2 separate regions of the Mus musculus genome follow, and region 1 is linked to region 2. Evidence: chromatin contacts called from public ChIA-PET data. All regions are on one chromosome and are shown on one strand. The core of a region is the stretch at or near the end of the contact, and the rest is flanking DNA. Distances in the headings are between cores, read along the strand shown. Region 1 overlaps Gm29933 (a long non-coding RNA gene). Region 2 has its middle 3.5 kb from the start of Gm29873.

Evidence for each region. ChIA-PET counts read pairs in DNA pulled down with a chosen protein or histone mark.
Region 1: an RNA polymerase II ChIA-PET map of memory CD8 T cells shows a contact between it and region 2, with 17 read pairs. The contact joins two enhancer-like sites. A contact is called at or near these places in 1 of 15 datasets of contacts at CTCF or cohesin (the NIH/3T3 cell line), 8 of 484 Hi-C or Micro-C datasets (B cells, LSK cells, Th2 cells and 5 more), 9 of 115 datasets of contacts at active chromatin or transcription factors (the 230-238 cell line, the HPC-7 cell line, bone marrow-derived macrophages and 3 more) and 4 of 9 other capture datasets (adipose tissue, embryonic stem cells, liver and 1 more).

Annotation. Positions count from the first base shown.
Region 1 is chr11:95,802,466-95,807,583 of GRCm38.p6, forward strand. All of the region lies in intron 3 of Gm29933 (a long non-coding RNA gene), which reads right to left. Among named protein-coding and RNA genes, the nearest start is that of Gm29933, 3.6 kb to the right of the region's middle. Within about 2 kb of position 2,721, at least 91 of the 459 cell types and tissues checked have an H3K27ac peak or open chromatin away from gene starts, as enhancers often do. A contact at or near this core is called in memory CD8 T cells, where this site is marked.
Region 2 is chr11:95,688,116-95,693,355 of GRCm38.p6, forward strand. No RefSeq gene overlaps it. Among named protein-coding and RNA genes, the nearest start is that of Gm29873, 3.5 kb to the left of the region's middle. Within about 2 kb of position 2,941, at least 16 of the 459 cell types and tissues checked have an H3K27ac peak or open chromatin away from gene starts, as enhancers often do. A contact at or near this core is called in memory CD8 T cells, where this site is marked.

The DNA.
Region 1 (5,118 bases), core at 1,471-3,970, 110 kb after region 2:
CCACCATGTGGTTGCAGGGATTTTGAACTCAGGACCTTTGAAAGAGCATCCAGTGCTCTTAACCACTGAGCCATCTCACCAGCCCACAATAAGTGTTCTTTACTGTTCATCAACCTTCCTAGCCCTAAATTTACAATGCTATTGTTGGCAAAATATTGAGGTACGTGAGACAGATCTCTGACAGTATATAGGATAAATGCTCGGAAAGCAAACCTCTCCCCTCAGCTTTGGGGTCGCCACTCCCACTAGGTAATAATTCTTACTGCTTTCTTAAACATCCCTGCAAAACCAAAAATACTCTCTTTTAGAGATTCTGGTTTTTAAGCTTTAAAAATTACATTTAGGGCTGGTGAGATGGCTCAGTGGGTAAGAGCACCCGACTGCTCTTCCGAAGGTCCGGAGTTCAAATCCCAGCAACCACATGGTGGCTCACAACCATCCGTAACAAGATCTGACTCCCTCTTCTGGTGTGTCTGAAGACAGCTACAGTGTACTTACATATAATAAATAAATAAATCTTTTTTAAAAATTACATTTATTTCGTGTGTGTGTGTGTGTGTGTGTGTGTGTGTGTGTGTGTACACATATGCCACAGCATACGTGTGTGGATCAGATGACAGTTTCTGGAGTCTGGCCTCTCCTATCCTGTGGGTCCTACGGATCTCAGGCTTGGAAGCAGGCACATTTATCTCCTGGGCCACCTCACTGGCCCTCTTTTAGAGCAATATATATCAAGATTTGGTTCACAGAGCACCAACGTCAGAACCATCTGCACCGCAATCGGGGAGAGACTACTCTGAAGGATTTGCCAGCTGTGTTTTTCTGCAGTAGGGGAGAGAGGGGGAGATTTCTGGAGGTTCCCATTTCTACATAAGAAGACTGAAACCAAGCCTGCGCAAACTCCTGTTTGTTCTAGAACCCAAGTTACAGGCACTCTGAACCTGACCAGTGTGGTTGTTTGAATAAAAATGGCTACCATAGACTCCCAGGGGCTGGTGTTATCGGAGGTGGGGCCTTGTTGTGTCACAAGGAGTGGGCCTTGATGTTTCAGAAGCTCAAGCCAGGCCCATTGTTCCTCTCCTCCCACTGCTTTCTAATATGGATGTAGACCTCTGAGCTACCTCTCCAGCACCATGTCTTCCTTCATGCCACTATGCTTCCCAACACAGTGATAATGGACTAAACCTCTCAACTGTAAACCAGCCCCAAGTAAATGTCTTCCTTTGTAAGTATTGCCATGGCGTCTCTTCATAGCAATTAAAACCCTAAGACAACCAGTGTTGTACAGACCCCATGTGTGTGCCTGTGTGTGGGTCCTTATTAACAAACCCCTCTTCCAAATGGAGTTGACCTGGTAACACACTTGTGAAATAAAGCATGCAGAGTCCCCTCTGTTGCAGTGACCAGGGTGGACAAGGATCCTTACAGCAACTCCCTTCCCCTACTCTTTGTCAAGAAGAAGTTTAAAAGTAGTTCCTCCTGTTACAGGATGTTTGAACCTGTTTCTAGTTAGGGTGTGGCTCAGACTTTAGCATACACCATTAATCCCTCTGGCTGTAAAATACAGACATGCCCTTAGTAGATACCTATAATCCCAAATAATGAAGGTAAAGTTAGTTTGTAAAGGGAAGCAACCATGTTTGAAAGTGATGTCTAATTGAGTGGCAGACAAAGAGATGAATCAGAGAAAGATTTGACATGTCCAACTCTCACAAGGAAAGGGAAGCTACTTAAGAGAGAGACAGCACAGGAGAAGAGAGTATAGCCCAGGAATACAGTAGCGCTTGTGGAGACAGCACAGTGGAGTTGAGAGGGAGAGTAGAGCAGCAGAGAGGGAGGCAGAGACAGATTTACCAGGAGAGTTTTACAGAGACAGATTGAAGAGAGAACAAGTTAGACACAGGTGAAGACAGACAAGCAAGAGAATGGGAAGGAGCCAGTAGATTAGAAAAAAAAAAGATTGCTAGAGTTAGTTCGAAGCCAAGCAGAGCAATTCAGAGGCAAAGAGAAGTGCCAGATTGAGTCAGCTTGGAGAGGAGTTTGAGCCAGAAGAGCTGAGTTGAACCAGCCAGCTAGAATCAAGAAAGAACAAGAAGGGCGAGCTTACTCAACAGCAATTCTCAGAGGCCGAGAGCATTTTTTTTTTTGCCTAGGTAAACTTGTACAGAGCTCGAAGCTTCCAGGCCTAGGCCTAGGTTAGCAGACGAGGCAGTCAGCTCAGAGGTGACAAATGATCCAGGAGAATAAGGGCTCCATATGCAGCCTCCCTTCCTGTTTTCAGTTTAGCTGGAGAGAGAAGAGCTACAAAGAAGGGACCAATGGCCTTTGGCAGGTATGAGAACATGGTCAAAGAGAGACAGAAGTTCTCTCCATATGCTCCGACAGGAGAGAAGAGAAGCTGGGCAAAATGAGGAGCAGAGAAGATATGCCTCAGCCCCTTTGGGCCACAGATTGGAGTCTGAGCCCTAGCCCCCAGCTCAACACGTGCAACTGGTTTGAGAGGCAAGAGCCAGAGTTCACAATGATCTCACACCCAAACTTTCTGTCCATCATCCATCAACTCTGCTTTCCTCTAAGTGACAACTCCATCCATCCAGTGTCCCCATGGCTCCCTGCAATCCAGGCTGGGTTCCCATGGCTCTCGAACACCCCTGGGGTTCCTGCCTGAGTCCTTGCACTTCCCTTTGCAGAAAGCCACTTCCCTTCACGTCTGCAAGGTTGCACCCACTTCCCGCCCTGTGCTCAGCATCCTGTCAGGGTAGGTTCCTCTACTTCCGGATAGGTAAAGGTCACCTGTGCCTTTGGTTGCTTCATGTTTCCCACAGTATCTGTGATCGTATGGTATCTGCACACTCCCCAAGCACTTCCCTTTGGAAAGGAGCTCCCTGGTGTCCAGGATAGAACCAGATACAGGTGGTTCACCCTGGGCATCAGCTCATGAATAACATGAGTGACTCCCCTTAACAGCCCTCAGAGACTCCTCCAGAGCACTCACAGGGTCCAGGAGCTTGGTCTCATGGACCTTGGCATTCCTGCTGTCTGTTACTGGGCTGCAGGCAGTTAGAAAGGCACAAGGGTAAATCTCACAGGACAGTGTCAGGTGCCAGGTTGAAACAGTGCCTCATCTCACCATGGGGCTGATAGGGAACCTAGTGGGAGGGGGAAGGAAGGCCTCCTGCAGAAAGGGAGTGTCACAGGGCTCCAGAGGAGCAGGTAGAGAGAGGGTGTGGTCTCTGCCCTCAGCTGCCAACTCACAGCAGATACCAAGCTGGGGGATTAGAGGACAGCAACAGCTGTCAGAACCCAATGTCCGCAAAGCTTCAGACCTGCTGTCCCCTCCCTCCCATTTCCGGGCTCTGTGCCCTTAACCTGCCCTTGGTTCCCCAGATGAGTCATCAAGTTCCAGCCCCTAGGGTTCCTTGCAGCACATCCCTAGGGGAAGTTGAGAGGCTCATGCACGCCATTAAGAAATAGGCACAGGAGGGCAGGAGGCTCTAAAGCCATCCGCAGCCTGGGTGAGGGTTACCCAGGGCCCAGTCCTTGCCTGTTGAAGCCTCCAGTCTAGGAGACAACCAAAGCTCAGCTGAAACCCAGCAGCTCAGCTAACAGGCAGTTTGAAAGCAAAGACAAAACAAAACAACAGCAAACAAACAAACAAAAACCTCCACAAAACAAACAACAAAACAAACCAACCCTCAAAAAGAATGAAAACAGGTGTGTACTCTGCTTGAAACTACCTCTTTGATGAAAACCAAATATCTCCAAAAAATAACAAGGGAAGAGGGAGGCAAGATGGTGTAGCGGGTGAAGGTGCTTGCTGCCAAACCTTGACAAAGTGAGTTCAATTCCCTGGGACCCACACAGTAGAAGAAGTGAACCAGCTCCCTCTAGAAACGGTGCACCATGGCCTATGTGCGTACACATAGACACATACACACACACTAAACATAAGTGAAATAATAAAAATGTTAAGAAGGATACACAAAGGCATTAATTCTCACTTTAAAGATGCTGTGTGGGAAACTAGGTGAGCTGCACTGGCATCATTGCCCCTTTGAATATTCAACTTCCACGGGTAGGAAGATGGCTCCACAGTTAAGATCACTGACTCCTCTTCCAGAGGACCTGGGTTTGATTCCCAGCACCCATATTGTAGCTCACAACATCTGCAACTCTAGTTTGAGGGGATCTGATGTCCTCTTCTGGTCTCCATAGGCACCAGACACACATGTGGTGTACATGCAGACAATACACCTGCCTTAGTTAGGGTTTTACTCCCTGAACAGACACCATGACCAAGGCAAGTCTTAGAAAAAACATTTCATTTGGGGCTGGCTTACAGGTTCAGAGGTTCAGTCCAGGATCATCAAGGTGGGAGCACGGCAGAGTCCAGGCAGGCATGGTGCAGGCAGAGCTGAGAGTTCTACATGTTCATCTAAAGGCTGTTAGTGGAAGACTCACTTTCAGGCAGCTAGGGTGAGGGTCTTAAGACCATACCTACAGTGACACACCTACTCCAACAGGGCCACACCTCCTAATAGTTCCACTCCCTGGACCAAGCATATACAAACCATCACAACACCCATACTCAGTAAACAGTAAGTCCAAAATATTTTTCTTCCTTATAAGTTGCATTGCGGATAGACCACCTTCAAAGACTCCAGTACCTTGGCTAAGGGTATAGCTCAATTGATACAGTGCTTGCCTGGTAGGTACAAAGCCTTTGGTTCAAGCCCCAGCACTGCATAAGCCAGGTGTAGTGGTCCATTCATTGTAATCCCAGCCAGCACTCTGAGGTACGGGCAGAAGGACTGAGAGTCCAACGTTATCCTTGACTATATTATAAATTTGAAGCTAGCCTGGGCCACAAGAGATCCTGTCTCAAAACAAACAACAAAGTACTTAAATAGTTAAAGCATGCATGACATCAGACTCCCAGAGGATCCTATGAAGACCCACAATTCCCTCAGCTTACAATGGGGAAACAGGCCTGGACTGGGTAAAATGTGCTTTAGACTGTGTTCCAGACTTGAAGCCCTTCGGAACTTGCTACTGTCCTGGTGTGGCCACCTCTCTGAAAGGCTCTAAAGCCATCCGCAGCCTGGATGAGGGTTACCC
Region 2 (5,240 bases), core at 1,691-4,190:
CCCAGGTTCTCTTTTCCTTCATGTGGATTCATGAAGAGTTTTTGCTTTTGCTTTTGCTGTGTTGCCTCTAATTGGCTTTTACGACTGCCGACAAATCTTAACCCTTGTTGTCTGCTTCTTCAGAGGACCCCCAGAGGTCCCTGCGCTTGGTTTTAGCACAGTAACCGATTGTACCCAGAAAAGACCTCTGTCTTAAGGAGGACAGTTGCTCTGGGCCCTTAGCATTCCCAGGGACTTAGCATTGAGAATCTATGCCTTTGGCTTCTTTGGGGAAGTTGCTGCCTCTCTTTCCAGATCTGCGGGCTTAGCTGCTTGGGGCCTGCTCTCCCGAGTACCCATTGCTCTGGAATGGAACCCGACTCCCAACCGTGGAAAGTGTGCTCCACAGCAAACCCACTCCTCAGGACTCAGACTCCTCAAGACCAGATTGTTCTGTTTGACTGCTTGCTGTACGCGCTGTGCCATGCGGCTCTGAGAGTCACAAACAAACAGGAAGCCAGTCCACTTCCTCTTTGCTGAGGCTGGCCGCAAGTCTTTATCAGCTTGTTAGCCCAGAGGGGAAGGAGCAGCCAGGATTCAGAAAACAACTTCCTGCTAGAGATCATAAGGGATTTTGGTCCCACTGCCAGGAAGGGCTCCCTACTTCATGGACCCGTTGGCCCAGGTTGGCCAGACTTCCTGACAATGAAAGTCTAGCTGCTATCTCCCCCAGTGGGAAGGCTTTTCTGATAAACGCAACCCTGCCTGGGTCCCCTTAGCCTCCAACACTCTGACATGAAACACCTCTGAACTTTCATGAAGCAGCTCTTTAGGGGACAGTCACAAGAACGTGCTGTCCCTAGAGGCAGCACTGACATATTTTCTTGTGCCTCTCTCAGTGTCTGCCCCACACAGCTCTCCCTGTTCACTGGGATGCCCAGTTCATGCTCACAGACTATACAAGCAGTCTCAAAAGGGGGCACCAAGCAGAACTGGCTCCCGATGCGGCAGGAAAGCACTGCTGCATGAGACCGTGGGGCGGCTGACGCAGAGGGAGTGGTGGGGACAGTTCCAAGAGTGTGAAACTGTGGTGTGGCCAGGGTGGAGGCTGGAGATGAGGACTACAGATATATTTGGTGCAGTCAACAAGTCCTGCATGCCACTGGTGCACGTGGGAGAGAGGCTGCCTAACTGAACAGTCCCTAAGGCGTCAGACAGAGAGACAGGGTACATTCAAAAGGAACTCAGGTTATTACAAATACTGCCAGAGGGGCTGAGAGATGGCTTCCAGTTGAAAGCTCTTGCTGCTCTTCTGGGGAACTCTGGTTCCATTCCCCGTGCCCACGTGTTGGATAAGAACCCTCTGTAACTCCAGTCCTAGGGGATCCAACACTTTCCTTCTGTCCTCTGTGGGCATACATGCATGCAGTGCGCAAACACAGGCACACACACACAAAACAGCCATACACATAAAATAAATAAATCAATAAAATGTAAAAAGCCACTGTCAGACATAAACACAATGTTAAACATCGATCTAATCCTTCTTAGTGTGACTCAGAGTATAAAGTAGGATACCTTCAAGCCCCGGGCAATCTTTATGACTATCAGCTACTTGGGAGAACATTAGATGTGGGCTGAGTCATTGCCATTTACTAAAAAAAGAAGTGGGGGAGGAGGAGGAGGAGGAGGAGGAGGAGGAGGAGGAGGAGGAGGAGGAGAAGGAAAAACCTCTTTGCTACCAACCTGTTTAGTTGTTATTGTTTTGGTTTTTAAGAAAACTGTATGCAGAAAGAGAAGAACGCAAGCACACACACAGAGACACACATACTACAAAACTCTAAATACCCAGTCATCTTTTCTTTGTGGTTGTTTGGACTTTGAATAAAAGTTTCTTTATTAAGCACCTGGGTGCAGAGAAGAGAGACAGGCGTGGAAGAGTGGGGACCAGGTGTGGCAGGGTGAGGACCAGGTGTGGAAGGATGAGGACCAGGTGTGGAAGGATGAGGACCAGGTGTGGAAGGTTGAGGATGAAGTGTGGAAGAGTGGGGACCAGGTGTGGCAGGGTAGGGACCAGGTGTGGAAGGGTGGGGACCAGGTGTGGAAGGGTGGGGACCAGGTGTGGAAAAGTGGGGACCAGTGTGGCAGGGTGGGGACCAGGTGGGGAAGGGTAAGGACCCCATGCAGATGGGGATGGAGGACAGACTGCAGTAGAAAATGACCAGCATGCCAGGATGGGGCTGGGATAGGACAATATGGAAGCAGATGTATGCAGAGGGAACATGGTGTTCACGGAGCTAGGTCACTAAAAAATGGTGGCAGGATCTAGGTGTGTAGCTTGGTGCAGGACCTTGAGCTCAAGGCCGTAGGTAGGCTCAATTCCCCAGCACTAGAGAATAAAAGGAGGAGGTGGGGTGGAGGGGTCCTGGAGGCAATTGCTCTGCTAAGTCCTCAAGGGTACCGCTCTCATAATGAAGATCAGGAGAGTGGACAAAGACATCCTGGTGACTGTCCCAAGGATGCATATGCCCATGAGGTTCAACGTGTTCCTTGGTCTTTTACTTCGCTGCACATACAGTCTTGCCAACAACAAGTTTGCACTTTGGTACCCTACGAGGTTTCCAAAGCTTTGCCTCATAGCCATGTACAAAAGCTCTGTCCCAGGCTGGAGAGATGGCTCAGTGGTTAAGAGGGCCTGAGTTCAAATCACAGCAACCACATGGTGGCTCACAACCACCATCTGTAATGGGATCTGATGCTCTCTTCTGGTGTCTGAAGACAGCTACAGAGTATTCACATATATAAAATAAATAAGTCTAAAAAAAATAAAAAAGCTCTGTCCAGACACTGTCAGCGTGCCAGCACCCCACACTCAGCCCAGACCCCATTAGACAGACAAGGCAAGATAAATGGAAACCTCAGGTTAAAAATACCCGGCTTGTTGTAAAGAGAAATAGGCACAGGGAGGAAGGAAGTGTGGGGAGGCAGTCTAGAGCAAAAGCCCCAAAGAAGAAGGTGGTATTAAAGGCTGAGAGTGAAGCGGGTAGAGATTCTGAGGCATGCTCTTTGGATATCCTTAGTGGGCAGGCCATTCAGGCAGGTCCTCGCAGAGAAATGGTTTGTGTTCACTGAGACCAGGATTCGAATCCCCATGAAAAGTCTCGACCCAGGTTTGAGACCGACAAGCAGACACCTTCAGGTTGGTGGGACTCAGAGGCTTGGAGGAAACCTCGTCACGCTTGTCTCTGGGAAGAGTCACTGAACCAGCAGACCTTTCACCTTGGAGAGGTTGGGAAGGGTGTTTAGCTGGCCTGGAACCTCACCCACTCTTTGGGAGAAGGAAGAACAGTGAATCAGAGAGCTTAGTGCCACAGCTCTGTGCCGCAGAGATGTGGATCGAGGCTCTGAGTGCAGGAGTCCTGGCTCTTCCCATCCTAGCTGCAGTGACCTGCCTGGGTCTGTTTCCTTATATGTGGAAAGCAGATGGCTGTAGGTGGTGGCCTGGTAGCATCTCGGAGCGGATTGAGTAAGCCAATCAAAGTTACTGGTCCCTACAAGTTGCTTCTTAAAGCTGTCTATGGAAGGTGTGATGGTGATGTACAAGGGAGAGATGCTCTTAACCAACGCCCATGGGTGGCCTTTCACAGGAAACCTGCTCTCCACCTGGCCAGGAGGGAGCAACAAAGAAGATGATGTCTTAGTCAGGGTTTCTATTCCTGCACAAACATCATGACCAAGAAGCAAGTTGGGGAGGAAAGGGTTTATTCAGCTTACACTTCCATATTACTGTTCATCATCAAAGGAAGTCAGGACTGGAACTCAAGCAGGTCAGGAAGCAGGAGCTGATGCAGAGGCCATGGAGGGATGTTCTTTACTGGCTTGCTTCCCCTGGCTTGCTCAGCCTGCTCTCTTATAGAACCCAAGACTACCAGCCCAGAGATGGCACCACCCACAAGGGGACCTCCCCGCTTGATCACTAATTGAGAAAATGCCTTACAGTTGGATCTCATGGAGGCATTTCCCCAACTGAAGCTCCTTTCTCTGTGATAACTCCAGCTGTGTCAAGTTGATACAAAATTAGCCAGTATAGATGACCTGTGATACAGCACAGCCCCAAGTGTTCAGAAACTAATGCCCAGTGGCAGATACAGACATCTACGCAGTCATCTTTTAGTGAGAGGAGAGTATGTTTGTGCCAACCTCCAGCTAAACCCTTTGTCCATAGTGTGGGTAGGGGAGCCAGGCTAGCTGGAGGGAGTCCTGGCAAGAAGGAAGCGGAGGGAACACAGCTAAGTAAAAGGGAGTGTACACACCAGATGACGTCTCTGGAGCGGCAGGAGCAAGAGGGAGAGTCAACAGGAACAGGCTCAGGGCACTTTGTTAGGAGTTTGCTTCTGTGGATCGCAGCATTTGGGAGACTGAGGCAGGAGGATCATGATTTCTGGAGCAGCCTGAGCACCATACCAAGACTCTATCCTTAAAAAAAAAAAAAAAATCAAATATAACCACACATGGTGGAATATACCTTTAATGTCAACACTTGGGAGGTAGAGGCAGATGGATGTCTGTGAGTTTGAGGCCAGCCTGCTCTACAGAACCAGTTCCAGGAAAACCAGGACTACACAGAGAAACCCTGTCTCGAAAGACAAAATAAAACAACAACAAGTTTGCACTTTAGCAGCTAGGAGGTAGCTCAAAGACAGAGTCCCCTCCCTTAACACACTAACAAGCTTGAGGTCTGACAAAGACAACAGCACCTTATAGTTCAGGCATGAGGTGAAAGGAAGGGATCTGCGTGCTGAACAGATTTCATTGGTAGAGCTGCGGAGCGTAATTGAGAGGGGGAAAGGCTTGTGGCAGGGAGGCCAGCAGGTCAAACGGCCCCTGATATGGCCAGGCAAGAGACAAAAAGAAAGCTCTTGGCAGGCAGAGTGACTGGAAAGATGACAAGGAGAGAGAAGACATTTCGATGTGTGGTCCCTTGCCTGGACATGTAGTAGTGTCCTTGAGTGGAGTCAGGGGTTTTATAAAGTGAGAGAAAGGGTTACAAAGAATCTTTGTATAGAATAGTACATCTCAGGAGGCTGAGATGACCAGGTGCCCAGGGTAGGTGGGGGGCATGCCAAGGGCGGAAGTGATAGATGTAACAGCAGAAGTCAGGTGAGCTGGCAGACTGCTCCCTTCAGTTGAGCAATAGTTACTTTCGTTCATTTGTTTAAGACAGGGTCTTTCTAAATAGCCCTGGCTGTCTTCAAACTTAA